Regions from separate parts of the Ovis aries genome. Here all the other regions are linked to region 2. The links are chromatin contacts, called in public Hi-C maps. All regions are on one chromosome and are shown on one strand. Each heading gives the region's core, a stretch centred on a gene start, on an enhancer-like site or on the middle of the called end of the contact. The rest is flanking DNA. Distances are from core to core; before and after follow the strand shown.

Evidence for each region. A called contact is a pair of places that touch in the nucleus more often than the background predicts.
Region 1: a Hi-C map of liver shows a contact between it and region 2, with 2.9 times the contacts expected there. The contact joins the enhancer-like site here to the promoter of RNASEH2B in region 2. A contact is called at or near these places in 2 of 16 Hi-C or Micro-C datasets (liver and skin fibroblasts).
Region 3: a Hi-C map of muscle shows a contact between it and region 2, with 8 times the contacts expected there. The contact joins the enhancer-like site here to the promoter of RNASEH2B in region 2. A contact is called at or near these places in 5 of 16 Hi-C or Micro-C datasets (blood, hypothalamus, liver and 2 more).

The regions. Positions count from the first base shown.
Region 1 is chr10:19,899,628-19,902,962 of ARS-UI_Ramb_v3.0, reverse strand. No RefSeq gene overlaps it. Among named protein-coding and RNA genes, the nearest start is that of TRNAR-UCU, 70 kb to the left of the region's middle. Within about 2 kb of position 1,567, at least 48 of the 54 cell types and tissues checked have an H3K27ac peak or open chromatin away from gene starts, as enhancers often do. A contact at or near this core is called in liver, where this site is marked.
Region 2 is chr10:20,677,110-20,680,310 of ARS-UI_Ramb_v3.0, reverse strand. It overlaps RNASEH2B (ribonuclease H2 subunit B), which reads right to left and starts at 1,760. Exons shown (of 11, transcript XR_006060939.2): 1 at 1,418-1,760.
Region 3 is chr10:19,759,685-19,762,941 of ARS-UI_Ramb_v3.0, reverse strand. It overlaps LOC105608011 (a long non-coding RNA gene), which reads left to right. Exons shown (of 6, transcript XR_006060930.2): 4 at 2,403-2,585. Among named protein-coding and RNA genes, the nearest start is that of SPRYD7, 13 kb to the right of the region's middle. Within about 2 kb of position 2,006, at least 38 of the 54 cell types and tissues checked have an H3K27ac peak or open chromatin away from gene starts, as enhancers often do. A contact at or near this core is called in hypothalamus, liver and muscle, where this site is marked.

The DNA.
Region 1 (3,335 bases), core at 318-2,817, 780 kb after region 2:
ACCCCAAGCTCTGAGTACCATCAGGTGTGAGGGGGCACCAACGCCCAGTCCCATTTGCTGCTCGTCCACTCAGCTCTGCGCTTTGGAAAAACCCAGCAACCACTGCACAGGCTCGCTTCACTTTATCTCGCCTCTCTCTTAATGGTGAGCAAAGCACATGTATCCTAAACTGATGAACTCATGGACTAAGGTCTCCCCCTTAAAGGAAAAAAAAAAAAAAAGCCAAACTTGGAAAGGTTTCTCAAATAGAGGTAAACTTGTTGCTGCCCCGAGTGGCCCGTGCGAAAGCTCTCCTAGGTTTGCACGCGCCCAACGCAGGGCCCGGAAGCTCCGCTCCCGGGCAAGGGCCGGGGCAGAGTCCCGCCCTCCTCCCCCGGCGGCCTGCACTTGAGCCCGAACGAGGGTGAGTGCGAGGGAACAGTCTCTCCAAACTCCTTAGAAAATAACTCTTGCAGACTGTTTACCACAGTGTCCAACTGCCCGGAAAGGTCCGACGCGTTTCCTGCACTCGTCCCAGCTCAGTTCGAACTTTTCTCCACCCGTGATCTGAAGGGCTAAATTATTTTTATTCCGACTCTGGAAAGTTAAACTAAGATCTAAATAAATCACTAAGGGAAATGACCGGAAGCTGCGAAGGTAAATTACACTCAAACCAGCTACTTGCACTTGTTTTATTTTTTTTTTTTTAATAAGGCCTTCCTCTAGTATTGACCGCCCTCCTTGTTTACATCGAGCTCAGGAACAGAAGCTTTAGGCCAGCAAGGGAGCTCAGTTTCATTTCGGGGAGTATGCCGGGGCCTATCACTTCGTCATCAGGTTTGAGAAGAAAGTTCAAATGTTTTTTGTCACAGATCTAGCTTCCAGTAACTCCTCAGAAACTCCAGTACCCCCACGGCGGCTCAGGTCTGCAAAACTCCTCGGTCCGCAGAAGTCCGGGAGGCAGTAAGTTGAGCTCGCGCGACGCCCCGCTGCACCTGCGGAGGAGGCAGGGCGTCTCCGCGCGTCTCGGAACGGCCGCACCGTACTTCCCGCGCTCCGCCCGCCAGCCTTCGGGCGGCCGCCAGCCACCCCGGCGTCCCTCGGTCCCCCGCCCGCAGCCGATCGTGCGGGGGAGAAAAAGGGAAAGGGGGACTGGCATCCCCTCGTCTGGGGAAGCGGCCGCGCGAGGGCCCAGTCAGGCCCCCAGCTTGCAGCGAGGCCCGAACGCGCGCACACTCGGCGACCAGGGCGGTGGCGCTCCAGAGATCGGGCGGGGTGGTGGTGGCGGGGAGGTTTGAGGAGGGCGGAAGCGCCGATGGCTGGCGAGCACTCTCGAGAGTCGCGGACCCCGGGTGACTAGGGTGCGGGTGCCCACGCTGTGCGCGACGCCTGGGTCACTGGCTGGAGCCCAGGAGCCAGGCGCACAGCTGAGCGAGGCGGCCGCCGCCACGGAGCCTGGGGGGCGGCGCGGAGCCCCGGGGAGCTGGTTTTCCCGGGCGGGCACGTGACGGGGTTGGCAGCGCTCTGGCCCGGGCAGGGAGGAGGGGGAGGCGGCGATCGGGAGGCCGGGGGCGGGCGGGCGGCTGGCGCGCTGTGTACTTAGGTCGTGTGCTGGGGCTTTTCTCTCCCAGGAGCCGGCTGGAGGAGGGGAGGGGGGAGGGGCCACCGCTCCGCCTTCTCCTTTTCGCAATGTTGACGCAATCTATAAATAGTGGAACAAAAGGACCAACTTCCTCGGAGCTTTGCTGAAACTGCACAAAAAAATCGAGCTGGGGGGTTCCCTGTTCCCTGGCGATGGGGCGGGGAGCGCGGCGCCCGGGGGAGGGGGCGGGCGCGGCAGCGCGGGCCCCGCCGAGGGGGGACACCTGGCTGAGGCATTGCCGCCGCCGCCGCCGCGCCTCTCCGCGCGAACCCAGGGCTCCGGTCCCTGCGCGGGCTCGAGAGCTCGCCCGGATCGGGGGGTCTTCCTCCTCCACCGTTGACAGGTCAGTCCGCACCGCCCCCTTTCTACACTGGGTTTTCTCTTCCCTCCCCCAAGCCTCTACTTTTAGAAGGGAATAAAGGGGGAAAAAATTAGAGCGAGGCGCAGCAGTGACAGCCACCCAATCTGGAAGCCTAGCAGTGCACGGCGGGGTGGCCGAGGGGCTCCGGAGACGGTCAGCGCCTGGCCCCCCTCGTCGTACAGCCGGTGGCCGCGCCGCGGCCAGAGACGAAGCCAGGACTAGCTTGCGCCGCCCAGGCGGCGAGGAGAGTGGAGGCGGGAGCGCCGCGGGGGCGCGGGCGGGCGAGCGAGCGGTCGACGGCGGGCTCCCTGCTGCAGCTCCTGCTTGGGATACCGAACCCCCAGGGAAGACGCGCCAGGACCAGGGGGCTGCTGAGCCCAGCTCGCCCCCTCGGAGCTCGGAGCTCGGACCTAGCGTCCCCACCTCGTCCCGCGCAGCTGCTGTGGGAGGGCTGAGTGGAGAAGCGCTGTCGCCGCACGCCACCGCACACTCCTGGCTCCGGTGCCCACGCGACCCGCCGCGCCGGCGACTGAGGGGAGGGGGGCGAGGTGAGGACAGAAGGCAACGCTTTCCTCCGGGGCGCCCGGACCCAAGCGCGAGCGCTCGCCGCGCCGCCGTGGCGGTTACACTGGGCGCGGGGGAGGGGGCGGAGCTGGCGCTGTTGACAGCCGCGCTGGAGCGGGGAGGGCGAGAGCTGGGGAGAAGCTGGTGGGGGAGGGAGCGCGCGCGAGCGCGCGCGGGGTTCGGCTAGGAGCGGGGGTCACGTGACGGGCAGACGCCCCCGCTACAGGCTGACAGTAGGGATGACGTCACCGTCCCCTGACTGCAGGGGGTGGCACTTCCGTTCCCCCCCCACCCAGCCCCCTAAGCGGCGGCTGCAGCCATTTCGAAGTGTGGGAGTGGGCGGGCAGGAGACGGGTGGAGGGGGTTTTCGTTGCTGCCCCAGCTCCTGGCTTCATCCCCAGCTGCCCGGAGCCCGGGCCCAGAGCGGTGGCTGAGGCCGCCCTCCCCCGACGCGCCCCATTGTGTGAGCGGGCGGGCGGCTCCGCGCGGAAGCTGGTGCCGGCCCCCTGCGGCTCCCAGCTCCGGAGGGGGCGGGGACGGCCCCGGACGGTCAAGGCCAAGTCTTGGCCGCGTCCCGAGAGCGCCCAGCGCGCTCCTGAGGTCCGACTCTCAACTCCAGGCTGGGACATAGGCTGCCGTGCCCGCGTTCTCCGAAAGCCGGGTGTTTGGAGACCCCGCTCGGCGGCGCAAGCCTAGCGTCCAGCCTCGCGGGTGTGTGACAGGCGTTTGTCACCGTTCCGGAGCACTCGATTCCAGCAGTCGTTATAAAGCTATTTGGGGAAACTCCGG
Region 2 (3,201 bases), core at 511-3,010:
CAGTATTCTCATCTGGGAAATCCCATGGACAGAGGAGCCTGGCGGGCTACAGTTCATGGGTTCACAAAGAGTCGGACTGGTCATGACCAAATGATTAAACAACAATATATATGTTATATTTCTTTATAAAGGGACAACGATATGTATAATTCTTTACAAAGAGGAAAATTAAACACACACAAAATATCCTTGACAGATTATCCTGTAATAACTTTCAATATCTATCATAAAAATCTTCCCTGATGGCTCAGAAGGTAAAGAATCGGCCTCCAATGTAGGAGACGTAAGAGATTCAGGTTTTATCCCTGGGTCAGGAAGATCCCCTGAAGAAGGAAATGACTACCCACTCTAGTATTCTTGCCTGAAAAACCCCATGGACAGAGGAGCCTATAGTCCAAGGGATCACAGAGTCGGACACGACTGAGCAACTAAGCACATATAAAAATCTAAATTACTGGGCAACTACATCTGTCATCAGAGTATCATTTACTGCAAAAATACTGCATTTGCTGAGCTACATCTCAAAATTAGATACAGAGAAGAATGGGCTTTCCTATATTCAATTACGCCATCAAATCAATGTATCCTTCTATGAAAAGGCCAAAACTTTCTGGCTTGCACTCCCTGGTCCCAAACTCCATTTATTCTGCCACTTCATGCCATCATAGGTGGCAACTGACGTCCATCATCTTTAGCCCCTGCAGGCCTGGATGTGGTCACCATCCCGGGGAGGCTGACAAGGCTGGCTCCAATCCTTAGCTACCTGCCTGAATCTCTCCGAATCACCCCTGTCCTAACCCCCACCACCATGCAGCCTCACAAATCAAGGCATGTCCCAGTGGAGGGAAAGTGTTAAGACAGCACAGCCTTCAGGTCAATGCGAACCTATTGGATTCTAGGTTCCGATCTAGTAGGGCTCAGACGCTAAGACAACTGTCAACTAGGACATACCAAATTACACCCCAAGAGCAGACACCTCCAGGCCTCGCCGCTGGCCCCCAGGTCCTGAACCCGCGCGGCCCTCCCCAAGCCTGCGCCGCTCCCTCCAGGCCACCCGATCCACAAAGAACCCGAACGGGGAAAATCCACTCGGTCTGCTTCTGCGCTTCCGGCTCAGGTTTAAAAAAAAAAAGCGAAACCGAGGGCACTGTGACCAAGAGGAGGAACCACGTGTTCCGGGTGACACTCGGGTCCCCCACGCGCGGCCGCGGGGGCAGGGCCGGGGTTGGCAGCCCCTAGACTCGGCGCTGACTCGCAAACAGTCAGGGTTCGCGCGCGCGCGAGGGACCGCGGGCCGGAGGGGGCGCGCCCCGTCGCCGAGAACCCGCCCGGCGCGCTCTCGGGCAGGGCCGCCCAGGGCAGGAGCCGGGGCCGCGCCCGCGCCCGCGCGCCGCCGCCCCGGGCCCGGCGTGGTTACCTGGGAGCAGGAACACGTGCTGCCAAACGCGAGCCCCCTCCCCGCCGTCCGCGCCGCGCGCCATGCCACTCGTCCGCTCCCGGCGGCCGCGGGCCTCAGCTCTCGGAGCGCGGGCTCGGCGAGACGCGGGTGGCAAATGGCGGGAGAAGGGTCGATTCCGGGAATGCGGCGGGGCCCGGGGCGCGCGGCCGGCCGGGCGAACGTCGTCTCGTTTCCGGAGTCCGCCAGCGGCCCAGATTTCAGAGTTTAAATTGAGCGCCGAGCCCAGGCTGCCGGCCCCCTGGCTCGTCGCCCGCCGGCAGGGAAGGGTCGCGGCCTCTCCCCCCTCCGCGGCTCGGCCAATGGTAGCTGCTCACCCGCGGCGCCCCGTGACGCGGCCCGGGGGCGGGGTCGCCGGGGCCCGGAGGCTCCGGGTCCGCGCTCCCAGCGGCCGTCCGCGCGCGCGGCGGGGCGCGGCCCGGGGAGATCGCGGCGAGGCCGGGTCCCCGGGCCGTGGGGCACCCGGAGGCTGGACGCTCGCCGCCCCAGTAGGCTGGCGGACGCGCGCACACCTGGCCGGACGCAAAGCCTGGCGCAAATTCCTCCTGAGGACGAAAACCGTCCGTCACACCCGAATCCTCATGCCGCTGTTCCTCGTCAACGTTTCTGGATAGCGCTTGCATTCTGCGTTGGAATTAATGCCAGAATCTGGTGTGCTTTGTGATTCTTGACAAAATGCATGCAAAGCAGACCTCAAATTGGGGTTGGTCCTCATTACTCCAAAGAGGGGCACAGTTTGAGGCCCAAAATGTACATTTGTTGTTTTGGAAGACGTTGATTTGTAACAAGTCAAGACTTTTTAAAAGCGATGTTTACAAAGTCAGAGTCATGATATTTACGTATTTAAACTTCTCAAAAATAAAATTTTAATTGTACACGGTTTTAGAAAAGGTACCAAGTGTGTGTCTCCTACTTAAGAATAAGTTTGACACCCTGCTACCCCAGACCCCCAATCCCCCTCCCCCAGGGTAGTTACTGTTATCAGTCTCTTATCCGTTCTTCCAGAATTTTTCCATTCACAAACAAGTTCCTGTGTCTTACTCTTATTTTGCACAGATGAAAGAGTAATATGCATAACTCTTAAGGCACTTAGCGGTTTTTGTTTAATCTTGAAGATAGGTAAATGCTGCAGCACTAGATCATCTCGACCTTCTGAAAAGATTCTGTTTCCATCCTACTTCCCACCAGGGCAGACAAATGCAACTGAAGGTGACTGCACGAAGCACCTGGCGGAGAGGAAGCCTTTCTGGTAGAGGAGGGGCACCCAGAGGCCAGCTCTGGGGCAGGCCGCAGAGAGGTATTGCTCTAGAGCTATTTTCATCTTTCTCTGAACATTCCCAGCCATTGGCTGTTTGAATATGTGTTTTTATGTGGTTGTTTTCACAGTCCAGTTCAGTTCAGCTGCTCAGCCATGTCCGACTCTTTTCGACCCCATGAATCACAGCATGCCAGGCCTCCCTGTCCATCACCAGCTCCCAGAGTTCACTCAAACTCACGTCGGTAATGCCATGCAGCCATCTCATCCTCTGTCTTCCCCTTCTTCTCCTGCCCCCAATCCCTCCCAGCATCAGAGTCTTTTCCAATGAGTCAACTCTTCGCATGAGGTGGCCAAAGTATTGGAGTTTCAGCTTTAGCATCAGTCCTTCCCAAGAACACCCAGGACTGATATCCTTTAGAATGGACAGTACAAAACTATTTTTGTCTGCTTTTCTCTGTTAACATTGCCATAAATACCTTTCCCATGG
Region 3 (3,257 bases), core at 757-3,256, 920 kb after region 2:
GGGACCCCCCTTACTTCTAGTGACTGACCCTGGAGTCCAGACATACCACGTGGGCTGGACAGACTATCCTTGATCATCTTTCCTGCCAGCCACTCCCTGCAGCACCCCCAGACAAGCAGAATACAACAGTGGCTGGCTCAGATCACTCAGGAACAGGGGAGGAAACTGATGAAGAATCAGCTTCAGAAAGAAAGTTGTGATTCCTCCGAAACAGCAGACTACAAGGGGGCAGTTATATTTAAAGTGCTCCAAGCACATGATTCTCTGAAGATTTGGGCATTTGAATTTGGCATTTCTGTTTTGGGTTTTTTATTGTTTGTTTGCTTTTTCAGCCACGGCACATGGCATGTGGAATCTTAGTTTCCCTGACCAGGGATGGAACCTGCACTCCTGACAGTGGAGGCCCAAAGTCCTAACCACTGAACCACCAGGGAATTCCTGGGGCTGTTTTTTAGTTTTCCAAAATGAGAAAAAAAATATCGTCAGATGACTTTTCTGCACCCTGGAAACCAGAGCCTCACCTGGAATCATAATGTAAAGCTTCAGACTCAATCTGGTGGACAGGTTCACCACTCACACATTCTTTCTCACATCTTTATCATTTATTACCTGATAGATTTTCCCTAAAAAAGATATTATTAAAGGCCAACCTCAAACCTTTTAAAAAGTACCTATGAAATGTGATCTACATTCATGATTAAGATAGTGTTTTCAAAATTTTATGAATTTTATTTAACAATTATTATAGTACTTTTTTATGTACCAAGTATAATCCTAAGAGCTTTACAAAATTAACCTATTTAATCCTTAAACTAATGAAACATTTACTATTATTAACCTCATTTGTAGGTGAGAAAATTAAGTCACAGAGAGGTTAAGTAACTTACACAAGGTCACACAGCTAATAAGTGACAGAACCAAGAAGTCAAACCCAGTGACATTGTGTGCTGAGGTCACTAGGCTATGCTGCCTCTATAAAGGGCCTGAAAAATAGATAGATAGATGTGCCGTGCTGTGCTGTGGTTACTCAGTCATGTCTGACTCTTTGTGACCCCGTGAACTGTAGCCTGCCAGGCTCCCCTGTCCAGGGGATGTCCCAGGCAAGAACACTGGAATGAGTTACCCTGTCCTTCTCCAGGGGATCGAACCCAAGTCTCCTGCATTGCAGGCAGAGATAGATAGATTTTTAATATATATTTATCATATATAAAATATATACTGTGTGCTCAGTAGCTCAGTCATGTCTGACTCTTTGCAGCCCCACGGACTGTAACCCACCAGGCTCCTCTGTTCATGGAGGTTTCCAAAGGAATGGGTTGCCATTTCCTACTCCAGGGGATCTTCCTGACCCAGGGATTGAATGCACATCTCCTGCATCTCCTGCATTGGCAGGCAGATTCTTTACCACTGAGACACCTGGGAAGCCCCATAAAATATATACTATATGCATATATTTTTGTGTGTAAATGTTATATTTTATACATGTACATATGTATATATGTGTGTGTGTATGTATATATGAGAGAGAGCAGGATTGTAAGTGCAGTTTTCCAAATGGCCCTCTTTTGGGGTGTTTTCAAAGCATGGCTAAAACCCAGAAAAGCTCTATATAATTTTTCTGTAGCTACATCCTCTTGCAGAGGCTAGAGGACTGGATTCATAAATGTCGGCTTCTCCTCTGACAAATGAGGTAGCTAAATCAGAAGAAATAGTTCGTCAAGTGAGTGTAAGAAGCGTCAGAATGCAAAATTATTATTTCCTGGAAGGCTGACCAGGTAATTTTCCTCTTTAGATCTAACTCTGGGAGGTGTCCTGACTCAGTATTCAGTAAGCTAACTCCGGACTCTTCTTGTGCCTTTTGGACTAAATATAATGCGAGTTTGTTCTGTTCAATAGTTCATATTCTAATACTTATATGCAGGTATAAGTTTAAATTTCTAGGGTCTCACGCCTGCCGATTCACGAAAAAGGTAACGCTCAAGTAAACAAGTGGGGCGTTCTAGCTACTGGTGCAACTGCGCCCCCTGCCGGCGCTTGGCCGGCCAGCCGGCCTCATCAGGGGGGCTCTCCCGCTCCCCCCAGCACAGCGCAAACTTTTAGCCCTTCCCCTCTTTTGCAGCTTTCCAACCAAGCCAAACTGGCTTAGCGCTGCCCTAAGCTAAGCACAAGTGCACTTAGCGCTGAGCATCGAAGGTAAATCAAAGCCTCGCAGCCTTAAAGTATCTCACGGTCTATCGGGGCACACCCGAAGCAGCCCATTAGAATGCAGCTGCAGCCGCCTCCTGTCCCATACGTTTGCAACCACAAGTGGCACGCCAGAGCCTGAACCAAACAGCATAGTACAATGCCCTTTTGTTGGAAAGGAGGACTGTGACTCACCCCATCATTTTCTGTGTGCGCAGAAACCACGGCCTGCACAGGAGCGACCGGGCCAATCGGTCGGTGCTTCGCTGAAGCCCCAGGTTACCTGGAAGCTGTCCCAATAGCGAGCTCTCCAGAGTGGGCGCCAGAGGGACTGCACAGAAAACTCACGATTAAGGTTAACAGGGGCCAGGAGGAGATCTATGCATTCGGATATTAAATTAGTAAGTAACAAGTGCATTAAAAATATGTGACTAAGACCTCTGATGCATTAGTAACAAGATGCTAGCTTAGCTTCCCAACTAGACTTTATTGGATTTTTTTAAAAACAGAATTTTATCTGTTTGTGTTTTTCAAACTAGGCCAAGAGGCCTCCTCGATTTCTAAAATACAAAAATTGTTTCTGTTCCTCTTCTCAAACCAAATCAGACTCTGGACACACCCAGCAGCTCACTGTGTCTTTTAGTTAACTCTCTGTCGCCTTTCACTTTAGAGAAAGTTCTGCTGGTAACAAAACCTGCTATACTAGTCAAGAGGGAAAAGGACTTGAAGGAAAAGGAAGAACATGTTTTTAGTAATTGTTGTCAAAACATATGAGGATAAGAAGTAAAAGAAGTGGAGAAATATGCCACTCCATGCAGGAGTCACTCTGGACAAGTGTTTCCGAGCTATGGCCTATAGGTCAGCCATCACGGCAACCGAAGAAGAATGTAATTACAAATGAGGACCTGTGAGGAATCTCTAAGACGGTTCCCACAAAGGGTACAGTGGAGAAAAAAAAAAAATCTGTGCAAACGAAGAAAGGCAACACTGGAACCTCATGAGAGCAGAGAAGAAGAAAAAGGTGAAAAGGGAGAGAGAATGAGGTGGGAAGCAGAGAGAAGGGGTGACTGTGA